Linked DNA regions of Mus musculus: region 1 is linked to region 2. A link is a contact called in public Hi-C data. All regions are on one chromosome and are shown on one strand. The core of a region is the stretch at or near the end of the contact, and the rest is flanking DNA. Distances in the headings are between cores, read along the strand shown. Region 1 overlaps Plcg2 (phospholipase C, gamma 2). Region 2 overlaps Bco1 (beta-carotene oxygenase 1).

Region 1 (6,415 bases), core at 560-3,059, 430 kb before region 2:
CCTTTTACAGTGAGTCAGGCATACCTGGCCGTTGCCAGGTAACTGTGGGGAGCTTAAACAAAATGCTAACACTCACTCCCCTCCCTTCCCCAAATAAACCTCCCTTATACCAGGTTTGTCACATGGAGTAGCTTGGCATGGACCCACCAGGAACCCCAACCAACCGCCGCACTGTATTTCACAAGGGGGGAGGGGAGAGGGGGGCCTGTGGTGTCATGGTTTAATGATGACCCTGTCCGTGAGCTGGAACTTGCCGCCCACTCACGAGATGGAACACAGCAACAGCTGCACAATGCTATGAACGCAATTAACCCCACAGAACTGTGCACTTAAAATTCTTACAAGGTAAGCGTGACGCTGTAGAAGCCTTACTGTCATTTTAAATTCTTTTTTATTTTTCTTTTTTCTTGCAACGTTATTTGGCTAGGGTAAGAAACAATGTCTGCATGATAAGCAGAGCAAGCCTACAAAGAGTGGTGTGTTATCCTCAACATGCTGGCTGGCTTTAGGCACAAGACCTGATTTCTCTGGGCCTCAGTGTCTTTACATGTAAAATGGGTGCCTCGCCCAGTGGTTGGCTGGGAGCATTTGGTTGGCATGGGATGTGCCTAATCCAGTGGCTGTTGCCAAGCAAGTCCATCACAAAAGCCAGCTGCTACCATTTTGCCCTAGGAGAAGTTAGAAGCTGGACAGAACTTGGGCCAAGGAAAACATCTGGGGTTCGGGCTCCGCCTGAGCTAGGCCAGTCCATTCTTGCCTCTGGCAGCTTCTGTTTTCCTCTGAGAAACGGGCTTAGTCAGAGGCTGTGGGAGACAGGAAAGGGAGGGAAACTGGCCAGGCTGCTCTTTCTGGAGCACTCTGGGATCAAAGTTCCTTCTGAAGTATCCCTGCAGCCTCCTAGAGAAGGTGAGACTTTCTATTTCTCAGTGCTGACAAGCAGCAGGGCCTGCCTGCTGGGAGGGAGCTGGAAGAGGAGCTGGGTGGAGGGACAGCCAGGGAGCACCTCCAGAAACAGGGAGGGAGCACCTCCAGAAACAGGGAGGGAGCACCTCCAGAAACAGGGAGGGAGCACCTCCAGAAACAGGGAGGGAGCATCTCCAGAAACAGGGAGGGGGCACCCCCAGAAACAGGGAGGGGGCACCTCCAGAAACAGGGAGGGAGCACCTCCAGAAACAGGGAGGGAGCACCTCCAGAAACAGGGAGGGAGCACCTCCAGAAACAGGGAGGGAGCACCTCCAGAAACAGGGAGGGGGCACCCCCAGAAACAGGGAGGGAGCACCTCCAGAAACAGGGAGGGAGCACCTCCAGAAACAGGTTCCCTCTTGGCAGATGGGAAGATGGGTTTCTAGGCAGGATTTGAAGAATCCATCCCCAGGAAGAAGCAGGCATCCATCTCTGCTCCATATAAGACACGATAGTGGTGCCGGGCGTGGTGGTGCACGCCTTTAATCCCAGCACTTGGGAGGCAGAGGCAGGCAGATTTCTGAGTTTGAGGCCAGCCTGGTCTACACAGTGAGTTCCAGGACAGCCAGGGCTATACAGAGAAACCTTGTCTCAAAAAACAAAACAAAGACACAGAAGTGGACAGACAACTCCACCACCATGGAGACAGTGTGACCAGAGTGACCCCTTCTGTCACCCTGAGCCAGTCTTTTCAGTGAGCACAGTCTCAGAGATGACAACACCCTAAGACCTCAGTGTGTAAAACCCACGACACCCCACTAGCTCAACCCTGGTGGTACACCAGAGGGCAGCCAGGAGATGACAGATGAGAGGGAGAGGCAGAAGGGAGAATGCATGTGGCTAGGGGTCACAAATGCCCCAGCTGGATACACTAAACAAGAGACAGAAATGAGCAAGAGACAGACGGACAGAGTCACCTCTATGATGCAGGGACAAAATGGGGAAGTTGGTGTTGGTTAGTTTTGTCTCGAATATGAAAACCAAAATCAAGGAAAGACAAAGTAGTTAGTTAGCTAGTTACTTAGCTAGCTAAGTAGTTAGTTAGTTAATTGAGATAAGGCTTCACATGACCCTAGCTGGCTCCCAACTCTTTCTACAGCAGACAATGACCTTGAACTTCTGACCCTCCTGCTTCAACCGCCCAAGGGCTAGGGCAAAAGTGGTCTGCATCTCCACCCTTGCCAGGATGGAAGTCAAGCCTGCATGCAGGCTAGGCAAGCACTCGACCAGATAAGCTATAGTCCGGTCTCAAAATAAACCTTTTTAAACAAAAGGTCCAATGTGAGACAAACTCGAGACAAGGATTATAAAGAGTTAACACCATCCACTGCCAAGTTCTCCATGCAGGGTAGTGTTTGCTTGTTTGTTTGTCTGTAGGGATCTTTTTTTTAAACATATTATTTAATTTTATGTGCATGAGTGTTTTGCCTACATATATGTATGTGCACTACGTGTATGCCAGGTACCTGTGGATTTCAGAAGAGGGCATTGGGTCCCTTAGAACTGGAGTTACAGATGGTCATGAGCCCACCATATGGGTGCTGAGAATCAAACTCGAATCCCCTGCAAGAGCAAAGATTGCTCTCGCCTGCGGCGCCTTCTCTCCAGTCCCAGGGTGGCCTATATTGCTTGGTTATTAATTAGAGGAAGGAAATAAGAGGCTAACCAGTCACCAACTCAGAAAGAAAGGCAAATTTAAACAAAGGATGCTATGGCCATTCATCCTCCAGGCCAGCAAAGGACAAAGACCAGTGCAGCAGAGACAGTGGGCAGGTCAGTGCCCTCAGCGCCACAGCTGGAAGTCACCCCTGTCACCATATTCTGCCACCATACACCGGGAGCTGGCATCGGGCAACTAAGGAAGTCCCCGACTCACACGTACAGCACCCAAGTTCACACTCCAAGGTTGGCTCTCACAAAATTAACATGAAGTCAGAAGCCATTATGTATTTACCAATGGGGAAACAGTTGCTGGGTGAGCACTGCCTTTGCCTAAGGAAAAACCCAAGCAGAGTATCTATTTTTAAAAAACAAAACAAAACAAAAAAAAAACAAAACAGGCCTGGAGGTACAGGTCTCTCAGCTCAGCTATGCAAGGGCCTGAGGCAGGAAGATTAAAGTTCAAAGCCAGTTGAGGGCTACAGAGAGAGTTAGAGGCCAGCCTGAATGGTCTAGGGAGATTCTGTCTGAAAACAAAAAGAAGAAGCTAGAGACAGTAGAACTCTTGTCTAGGATCCACCAGTGGAGGGCTGCGGTCATGGCTAAGGGATAGAGTGAATGCCTAGCTTGCAGAAGACCTAAGGTTCAATTCTAAGAACAGAAAGATGGGGTGAAGGGAGAGAGAGGAAGAGAGGAAGAGGAAAGAGGGAGGGGTAGAGGGAGGGGGAAGAGGGAGGGAGGAGGGAAGGAGGGAGGAGAGAGGGAGGGAATTAAACACAGAATCTGACAGAGACCCTGTGTGCTGGCTGGCCAAGTCCCATCCTCCAGGGACTGTGAAATACACAGAGAGGCACATCATCGCATCTTACCCTCATCCCTGCCCAGAGTCACACCACTGTCACCAAACAAAGCTTGCTCCCTCAGGACCAGTCTCTCCCATCATACATTGCAGGCACGGCGTCACAATGTTTCCTGCTGGGTTCCCAGGACGTGGTAGGTGTTCCAGCCTTTGTGACAAGGTCCCAGACCCATGTCAAATGTCACCTCAGCAGCACGACAGGAGCTTCACTCCATCAGAAGCTTCAATCATTCAATCATTCTGGGTTACCGTCAACCCCAGAACCTGAGACCCTTTCAACCACAGGGCATGTACTGACCCATCCTGCCCCCCAAACACTGAAACAAGCAAGTATCACAGTTCACAGAAAACCGCTGATGGGCCTTACCTGTTTCTTCGGGTTTGATCTACTGAATAAATCTGTTTTCTCAGCCAACTGCAAAGAGAATGTGAAGCCAAAAAGAGGGGAGAGTCAAAAATACTGCAAGTTCAAAGAGCTCTAGGGAATGAGGACAAAGTCCCCAAAAGGAGAAGGGGTCCCCAACATCCTCACAAGGCTGCTTGGTAACAAGACTCCACCTGTGGCTGAAGACCCCTGTCTGAGCCCCGAGGGAGCATCCATGAGATCAAGTGAGGCCTCCATAAAGGACAACTCCCCATCACTAATTCCCAACCAGCTGAGAAGAAAGAGTGGTATATGTGGGAAGGTGTTGGTTCATTGCGGGAGGGGTAGTGGCCCAGCCCTGGGTCCTATGCACACATATCACACTGAAAACAATCCACGTGAAGGGCATATAGAAGAATGTATATGAACAAATATTTATATGCTTGCAGATATTCACAGAAAGATTCATTTACATGTGTGCATGCACACATACACCAATGAGTGTTTCCATCTCAGCTGAAGTGCCCTCTTCACGCCAAAGGTCAAGGCTCAACACTAGGGAGAAAGGATCTTATGTGGAGCACTGGAGAGTTCTTAGCCACTATCAGGGGCTGCTGCACACAGGGCACTGATGAACTTGGGGACTCGATGTCCCATTTTCTCCCTTTGGTCTATTCCCGAAGACCCTAGAACAAAGGAGGATGATGCCAGTGGGTTGTGTACCTCTCAATCATTGTGGGGGTGGATGCACTCATCGCTTCCTGGTGTAGGATCTTCAAACCAGAGAGCCACTTCACCGCATCCTCCTTTGAGTCCGCTGTAGACAGAATTGGAGAGGGGGCAGTGAACTCTGGGTGACTCTTGTTGTTTCTGCTGGGGGCTGGAATCTGGGACCTTGTGAATGGTAGCTCTACCTCTGAGCTCTAGATGGATATACCATTGAGATGGCCAGAAATCCCATCTCCGGATATGTAAGTTTATACGTTCTCACATGTGTATTTATACATGTACATATGTGAGATGTGTATGCTGTGTCATGTGTATAGGCATGTGTGTAGTGTGTACATGTATGTGCTGTGTGCATATGTGAGTTCTGCATAAGTGTTTTATATGTACATCCATGTGTGCTATGTGCATGCATCCATATGTGTGCTGTGCAGAGGCATATGTGATAGTTATATGCATGTACATGTGTTTATTGATATGTGGATTCATCTGTGTGCTTTTGCATGTGTGGTATGTGCATGCATTTTGTGCTGTGTGTGCATTGTATGTGCTATGCGTATATGTTACATGTTTACTGTGTTCAAGAATGTGTGTTGCGTGTGTGTCATGTTCATGCATGCATGTGTTATGCCCATATGTGCACACATGTATTGCTGTATGCAGCCATGCATGTATATACTGTGGGCATACATGTTTGTGCTGTATGGATACATATGAATGTATGCTGTGTGTGCACATGCATATATGTATTGCTGTGTGTATGTGTATGCTGTGTGCACGCATGCATGCTTGCATACTATATACATGCATGTGTGTGCATGCATCCATATGTGCTATGTTCATGTATGCCCATGCATATATGTGTGTGCTCTGTGCCTGCATATGTACCCAAGGTCATTCAGATGAGTGTTTATTGTGCAGCAACCACTGTAGGAAACAAGTGACATGTTTGTCCAGCAGAGCCTATCTCTCAGTGACCATGTTAACTACCTTCATTTAACTCTCAACTTGAGCCAGGCAGACAGGTAACATACTTCTCACAACGTCCCAAGGAGAAAGCCACATCGCTGTCCCCAGGTCACAGCCAAGCAAACTGCAACTTGGAAAGGTTAAATACCCATGCCCAAAGACACAAGCTACAAAGCAGTAGGATGGGGACCCAAGACCAGGGTTCCCAGAGCATGCATTAGCAGACATGAAGTATGATCTCTCTCAGAAGGAGGAGGAGGTGGCAGGGGGGTGGGCGGAGGGATGTCCAGACAAATGTGCACCCACTTGCCAAACTGAGCGTGCTGAGGACAAACTGGGTGCCGTAGAGGATGGTGAAGCAACATTCTGCCTTGTGGCGGACAGCCTTGGCTCGCTCAAAGTCCTTGGAGTTCTTCCCCGGACGGATTTCCTTTATCTCCATGATGTCCACTGAGAGAAAACAAATAAAGCTTGTCAGATTCCCCAGTTCCCTGCAGGAGAGGATAGAGCCCCGCCCTGCAGCCCTGGGACCCCAGCACCTCGGTCCTAGAAGACAGCTGTGAGTCCATCTCTGACCAGAGTCCCATCTGAGCTCAGGGTCCAATTCTCCTGAGTGTGGACAGGAAACCAAAAGCCACCAGGCCATCTGCCTCCTCCCAGGCGGCCCAGGAGGAAGGGTGCTATGGTGTGATCGTTAAATGTGCCCCAACACTCAGGTGTCTGTCAGAAGCTTGAACCCGACACTGAAAACAGCCATCAGAAGTGGGGCCATGAGGAGGTGACTGGATCAGAGTCCAGGCCTTGTCGATGAACTGGTCAAGTGACAGGTTTAGAACCTGATGGGTCATTAGGAGTGCTAGACAAGAGGTAGGGTC
Region 2 (6,678 bases), core at 3,724-6,223:
TCTCTCCCTTTTATAGGCCATGGAGTACGGATTGTGCTGCTCATATGTTTCTGGGTATAAGGCTATCCACTGGAGGAGCATAGTCAAGTACCAAGGGCCACACCCTGAAAGAAACCCAGTCCCCCTCCCATAGCAGCGGTCACCTGTCAATAGCTCTTCAGCTAGGGGTGGAGACTCATGATTCCCTTCATGATCCAAGCTGTATAGCTGACCAGATTAATCTTGTGTGGGCATTTTTTTTTAAAGGGAAACAATACTGGCCATCTGCATATCAGGCGAGGACTCTAGAATTTCATGCAAACCGACCCATCAGTAACAACAGGGAGAAATTCGAAATGCCTTAAAGTATAGGATGGTACATACTACCCAAGCTGCCACGTCCCAAAGAGGGGTAACATGCACCCATGAAAAGAGCATAGTAACCTGTTATGTGTTTTTAAGCTGGCATGTTGCTTATAAATAGATCGCTAGCCTGTAGACGCTGCACCCAAGCATAGAAAACACACCAGAACGCTTTCACTAGTTTTCTTTGGGTCTTGGGATTCTCGTTGTCTCTCTCATCTTATTTTAACCTAGCTAGGATTTCTACAACGAACACACAGAAATTTATAATCAGAGAACGCACGCACTCCTTCATCTACCTCCTCCCCTTTCTATGGCTCTTTCTTGGAACTTTATAGAACTTTGCTCTATACACGATTTGTTCAGGGATTCACATCAACCTCTACCTAGTCCCAAGCTGCAGCCTCCACCTGCAGGAGCGACCCCTTTGCAGATTCCGCAAAGGGCCTCCCAAGGGCCTCTGGAAGTCCCGCCCATCCTGGATGCTTCTTCCAATCACCAGGAAGAGGGATCCTCGCGCAGGGCTAGCCTGCCCGGATTCAGTGCAGCACACCTCACTTAGATCCTGTGGCCAAGAGAACGTTCTGCTTCTTGGCTGGGACTCAACCTAGAGGGATGACCCTGTGTGACAGTGGATATAAGTTTCAACTTCCAGAGGGGAGATGAGGTACTGAGGTCCCAAGGTGTCTCGTTGCTGTCACGTGGTATCAGATGCCCTCAGATGGTATTGATGTTGAAAGCTTTTCCATGTGTGTCCTAATCTGCCACAGGAAAGATTCTGGACACTTAGAAACCACCCAAGAGATCTTTAGACAGTGTAAGAAGAGGTCAAAGCGGTTTTGACTTAACCTGGACCAGCCGTCTGTTCAAAGCTTTGAGCCCAGCACCAGTAACTTTGGTCCCGAGGAACCAAGTATGGATCAATACTGCACACGTGGCTCAAAGGCATGAAGGTTTTTCCCGTGTTGATTCACCCGGGTGACACATCCAGCTTGTCTCAGCACGGGGCTCACACTAGGGAAATGTGTGGTAGACATAACAGACACCTGTTGCCTTTCCCGCACCTGACACTCGGACTTCGAATGCTCCAGGAAGTAGCTCTTGATGTAAACAAACCCAGAGATACTGCTCTCCCCAAACTTCCTGGTTGTTTGTCTTGCCCACCCACACACTTCTTAACCAGGAAGTCCCGGAGGACAAGGGAGATTGTTTTGTGGTCCTTCGGAGAAAGAAGAATGCATAGGGAGAGCTTTTAGCTAAGTGTCCTGGCCTGTGCATGTACGAAATGCAACAGGATTATAGAACCCTGGACCAGGCAAATCAGGTATCCTGTCGTCCATCTTCAGGGGATTTTTTTGAAACCGAGAGAACAGGATCTGGTGTGCTGGCCTCCCTCACCAGTATGGTATTCCAGCTGTCATCTTAAATAAGGTCAACAAACCAATGTTGTTTCCTCCCTGCAGAACTGGGCCCTTTCCTGAGATTAGGTCTGGCCACTGTTTGGCAACTGAGAACATGGGGGTGGGGACGCAACAGCCTCACATTCCTCTCTACCCTCAAACATTTAAAGCAGGAGTGGGTGAGTGACTGTCACATCTGTCACCTCCCTTCCGCTCCTGCCACCCAAACCCAGGTTCTGATCTCATCTCATCTCCTTCAGGCCACTGTAGCTGACATTTCCAACCTTCCAGGCCTGAAGGGCTGAGATTCCCAAGGGACAGACATGGTGGGGAAGGACTCCAGTGGTCTTCATGCCACCATCTACCCCATCCATGCTGACTGTAAACTCAGGGCGAGATGGGCACGGTGAGGAAAACAGACAGGGCTGATGAGACCAGGATGCAGTGAGCCATGAGCGGCAGGATAGATCAGGGACTTAAGGGAGAGGAATGTCAGTGGATAACTGTGTGTGGTCTATCTTCCCCAGCTCGCAGCCGCTCTTTAGGGAAATGTCTGTCTCTTGGGGTGGAGTTAAATGTTTGCTAGGGGAACTACTAACTCAGCTACTCATCCATTCATTAACAAATACTGAGTATCTGCATCGCACCAGGTGGTATTAAGGTGTTAGGAACAGAGCAGTGAATTTAGCAGTACTTAGCAGCCTGAGGGGTCTGCACAGGGCCAACTTCAAAAGATTTAACACAGCATGATTCACTTACAGGACCTTTCTTCCTCCTCCTCCTCCTCCTCCCCCTCCTCCTCCTCCTCCCCTCTTCCTTCTCCTCCTTTTCCTCCTCCTCCTCCTTTTTCTTGTCCTCCTTCTCTTCCTCTTCTTCCACCTGTCACTCTCTCAAATAAGGTCTTACTCTTTAGCCTAGGATGGCCTCAAACTCATGGCAATTCTCCTGCCTCAGCTTCCCAAATACTAGGATTACAGGTGTGAGCCATGATACCAGTTTTTAGATGAAATTTCTGAGATGACAAAATTCTATGGGTGGTGGTTGCCAGGGTGTAGGGACCAGAGGTTGGAGGGGCAGTCTCGTGAGGATCCTTGTGCTGATGGACCACGAAGTATATGGCGGTGAACAAAGGATGGTACCAGTTTTATATGAGCGGTAACACCAGAACTACTGACACACTCATGCACACACATATGCATGTATAAATTTAACCTGTGCTTTGGGTACCCACTAGACTCGAACAGTGAAGCGCCAATGACCATGGGGCTCCCAGCAATCAAGTGGGAAGCCACTTGGCTGGTTTCTGAGCTCCTCCATCCCAGCCATTGTCTTGCTTGGGGCTTTCCTTCTGCTCTGCTCCACATACCAGTCCACCTTGAAGTGCAAATAGCTCAGGACACCCCCTTTCCCTTCTGGGGGCTGATGTGGCTCTTGCTGGTTTTTCAGACCAGCCTGGCTTTGGTTTTCCACCCTGAACTGTGGCCCTTTTGCCATGGCTCATCCGGTCAGTGCCAGTTCAGTGACCCCCCCCTCCTGCAGAGAAGGAACCTGCAATCACTGATCATACAATAGGACTTCTTACAGGCCAGGAAGGGTGAAGTTCTGCAGCCCCACTTTATAGGCTCCGAAGAACTGGAAGACGCAGCCACATAAAAATCAAACAAGCAGCTGGGCGGTGGTGGCGCACGCCTTTAATCCCAACACTTGGGAGGCAGAGGCAGGTGGATTTCTGAGTTCAAGGCCAGCCTGGTCTATAAAGTGAGTTCCAAGACAGCCAGGGCTACACAGAGAAACCCTGCCTCGAAGGAAAAGAAAGAAAGGAAGAAAGGAAAGAAAGAAAATCAAACAAGCTCTCAACAGGCTTTCAAGGTGTTTTTTTTTTTTCTTTTATATTTTGCTACCCGTTGCATGGAATGACCACAGGGCACCATGCCCTTCTGGCCACATGACTTACAAACAGAGCATACCTGGGAAAGCCAAAAGGCCACATCCACAATTTGGTCCATTAGAAAGGATGGAGTGGATGGAGGAAGGAGCTGGGATGATCTCCCACCTTTTTTTCATGTTCATAGGTGCTTATTCCAAGAACAATAACATGGTTAATACAATTCTTGATTCACATTCAAGGTCTTTTTAAAGTGCATTTGCCTATACGTGTGTGCACTTGAGGACATGTGCATATATGTGTTAGACTGGAAGTGGACATTGGGTCTTTCCCTTCATCATGCTCCACCTTATTTTCCAAGACAGGGTCCCTCACTGTTTGCTGAGTAGGCTCTCTGGCCATCAAGCCCCAGGGACCCTCCTACCTCTGCCTCCTGAGAGCCTGGGATCTAGACACATAAGGCCATGTCCAGTTTTTATGTGGATAGCTATGGGGGGGGGGCAAGTGTCTGAACTCAGGTTATCTCACCAACCGATGTATTTTTCTCGTTCCTCAAGGTCTTTCTAAGAAAAGAAAGGGCTGCCTTAAATATACTAGAATTGGCTGGTAAAAACTTGCCTTTTCAACAAGGATTCCAATAAAATGGAACTCGAGCTGTCTCTGTGGTTTATTGTGGTATTTGAACAAAGAATAACAGCAGGATGACCATCTCCAACAACAGAAAGGCGCAAGCTTACTTACTTTTCCCGTTGCTGGGAGACGGTAACTAACAAAAGCTACTTAAGGGGGGATGGTGGTGGTTTATTTTGACCAGGGTACAGTCTATCATGGTGGGAAGGCATGATGTCAGGAGCATGAGGCAGCCGGTTACATCCACAGTCAGAAAGCTGAGAGGGGTGAATGCTGGTGCTCAAGTGGCTTCTGCAGTGAGAATTTTAGTTTCTCTAAAAGAACACATAAATATTATGGGAATATGTTTTATTTCTAATCCAAGGCATGGAGCTATGGGGCTCCCTTAAAGCAGGTGACTATGATTTGCCTCGTGCTCTAGCAGGGGCGTGGTTTTGCCAGCTGCAGATCATTTCTGCAAGTGTGTGACCTTTGGAATTCTGGGGACTTTTCAGAGGATGTAGGGCCCCAGAGGTGAGTTGTTGTTTGTTGGTGTTGTTTACTGTTGTTGGTTGCTGTTGGTTGTTGGTTGTAGTGGCTGTTGGTTGTGGTGGTTGTTGGTGGCTATTGTTTGTTGTTTGTGGTTGTTTGGTAGTGTTTTTGGTTGGTTGTTAACTGCTGTTGGTTGCTGTTTGTCATGTAGTCATGTGAGAAGAAATGAAAAGAGGAAGTTAGATATCCTGAAGGCAAAGATCAAACTTGTCCCAAGGAACTCAATGCCTCTAATCAGTACCTCTAGCCAGCAGGAAGTAGTCTAAAGATATCATCGCCCCCTCTCCTCTCTATCCTTTTTCTCTTCTCCCTAGTGTTAAGGGGGTTGATAAGTAGATGAAGAGGAATGGAGAAGGGTAGAAGAAAACGAACCCACAAAGTAGCAAAAGTCCAGCGACAGGTTCTTTCCTTTTTATTCAGGAAATAAAGGATGTTCAAAGGATGAGATGGTGCTGCCCATGTTCTGGTTGGATCTTCCTTGTCCAGTTAACACAATAAAGAAACTTTCTCACAGACAGGCTCAGAAGTTTGTTTCTTAAGAGATCCTAAATGCTGTCCACGTTGACAGTGTCAACAACTAAGTTCTACCAATGAAGCTAGCTAGCTTGCTTGCTTGCTTTCTTTCTTTCTTTCTTTCTTTCTTTCTTTCTTTCTTTCTTTCTTTCTTCCTTCCTTCCTTCCTTCCTTCCTTCCCTTCTCTCTCTCTCTCTCTCCCTCTCTCTCTCTCTCTCTCTCTCTCTTCCTTTCTTCCTTTCATTTTCAAGATAGGATTTCTCTGTGTAGCCCCGGCTGTCCCAGGCTGTCCGTTGTGAACTCAGAGATCTGCTTGCCTCTGCCTTGAGTGTTAGGATTAAAGACTTGAGCCACCATGACCCGCTGTGAAGTCATTTTCACTGTGGCTCAGTTCTGGTGCTGTCGGATCTGTGGGATGATCTGAGTTTTCAACCTCTTGCGTTTCAGCTGGAGTCTGCTTCACTGCATTCCAGTCTGCATCTGGGATAAATAAACCATGAAGGTCCAGGTGCATGTCCGCATCAACAGAGGCGCGAGCCAGTTCCGTAAAACTTTTGGCATCCAGAATGAGTAAAAAAGGCAGCTTTTGGGGATCCGTAGAGACGATGGCTGATAAAATGACTCCTATAAGAAAAGAAAAAACAAAACCCCCAAAACCAGTTTATTTCCATTTGTAATGCTGAGAGTGTAGTCTCAGGCCTTCATGCAGACTAGACAGCTGCTTTCCCCATAGGCTCCATCCCTGGTCCTAAGAGATATCTAACAGTGTTCAATGCATAGCCTTGTGTACCTGGAAAGAACATTTCTCAGAGGTGTCTCCCTGTGGTCTTTTAACTCATCCTTGATCTAAACAGGAGGAAAGAGGATATATGCCATTCTGTGTTGGCAGAAGAGAAACCAGAACTGCAATCAGCAGACCTACTTCCGGGAGCGCCGCTTTGCCTCAATGAACCTTTGTCTCTTCATCTTTGCAGTGAAGCTAATTCCCACCAACCCCTGACCTCATGGGTGCTGGGATGATCTGCAGGGTGGATTATGGGAGCACTTGGTTCGTTTTCATGTGTTTTGAGGAATGGCTCCTTTCCTAACATCTTGAAACCTCCAAGTATGGAAAGACCCAGGCAATTCAGGGAGGATGTGTGGGCTAAGGTGTGCTACTCCGTGGAGCAGGGACGTCTTGAATTTCAAAAGCATTGCCATATTTGTTTTGTTTTGAGACAGGTCTTGCAATGTAGCCCAGACCGGCCTTAAACTCATATCTGCCTACCTCTACCACTCAGATGCCAGGAAACCAAGCCATGTGTTGCCATGTCTGGCTTGTGGTGGCGCTGGAATGAATCCAACTCATCTCCTGGTTACGTTGGCAACCCCCCCCTC

Evidence for each region. Hi-C and Micro-C count contacts between places; a contact is called where the count stands out from the background.
Region 1: a Hi-C map of bone marrow-derived macrophages shows a contact between it and region 2, with 21 read pairs. The contact joins two enhancer-like sites. A contact is called at or near these places in 1 of 484 Hi-C or Micro-C datasets (bone marrow-derived macrophages), 1 of 115 datasets of contacts at active chromatin or transcription factors (stem cell-derived neural progenitor cells) and 1 of 9 other capture datasets (embryonic stem cells).

The regions. Positions count from the first base shown.
Region 1 is chr8:117,555,550-117,561,964 of GRCm38.p6, reverse strand. Plcg2 (phospholipase C, gamma 2) reads right to left here. Exons shown (of 33, transcript NM_172285.2): 3 at 5,847-5,990; 4 at 4,569-4,662; 5 at 3,849-3,896. Among named protein-coding and RNA genes, the nearest start is that of Plcg2, 60 kb to the right of the region's middle. Within about 2 kb of position 1,809, at least 39 of the 459 cell types and tissues checked have an H3K27ac peak or open chromatin away from gene starts, as enhancers often do. A contact at or near this core is called in bone marrow-derived macrophages, where this site is marked.
Region 2 is chr8:117,132,221-117,138,898 of GRCm38.p6, reverse strand. It overlaps Bco1 (beta-carotene oxygenase 1), which reads right to left. Exons shown (of 11, transcript NM_021486.3): 11 at 5,179-5,925. The coding sequence ends at 5,639. Among named protein-coding and RNA genes, the nearest start is that of Gan, 22 kb to the left of the region's middle. Within about 2 kb of position 4,973, at least 7 of the 459 cell types and tissues checked have an H3K27ac peak or open chromatin away from gene starts, as enhancers often do. A contact at or near this core is called in bone marrow-derived macrophages, where this site is marked.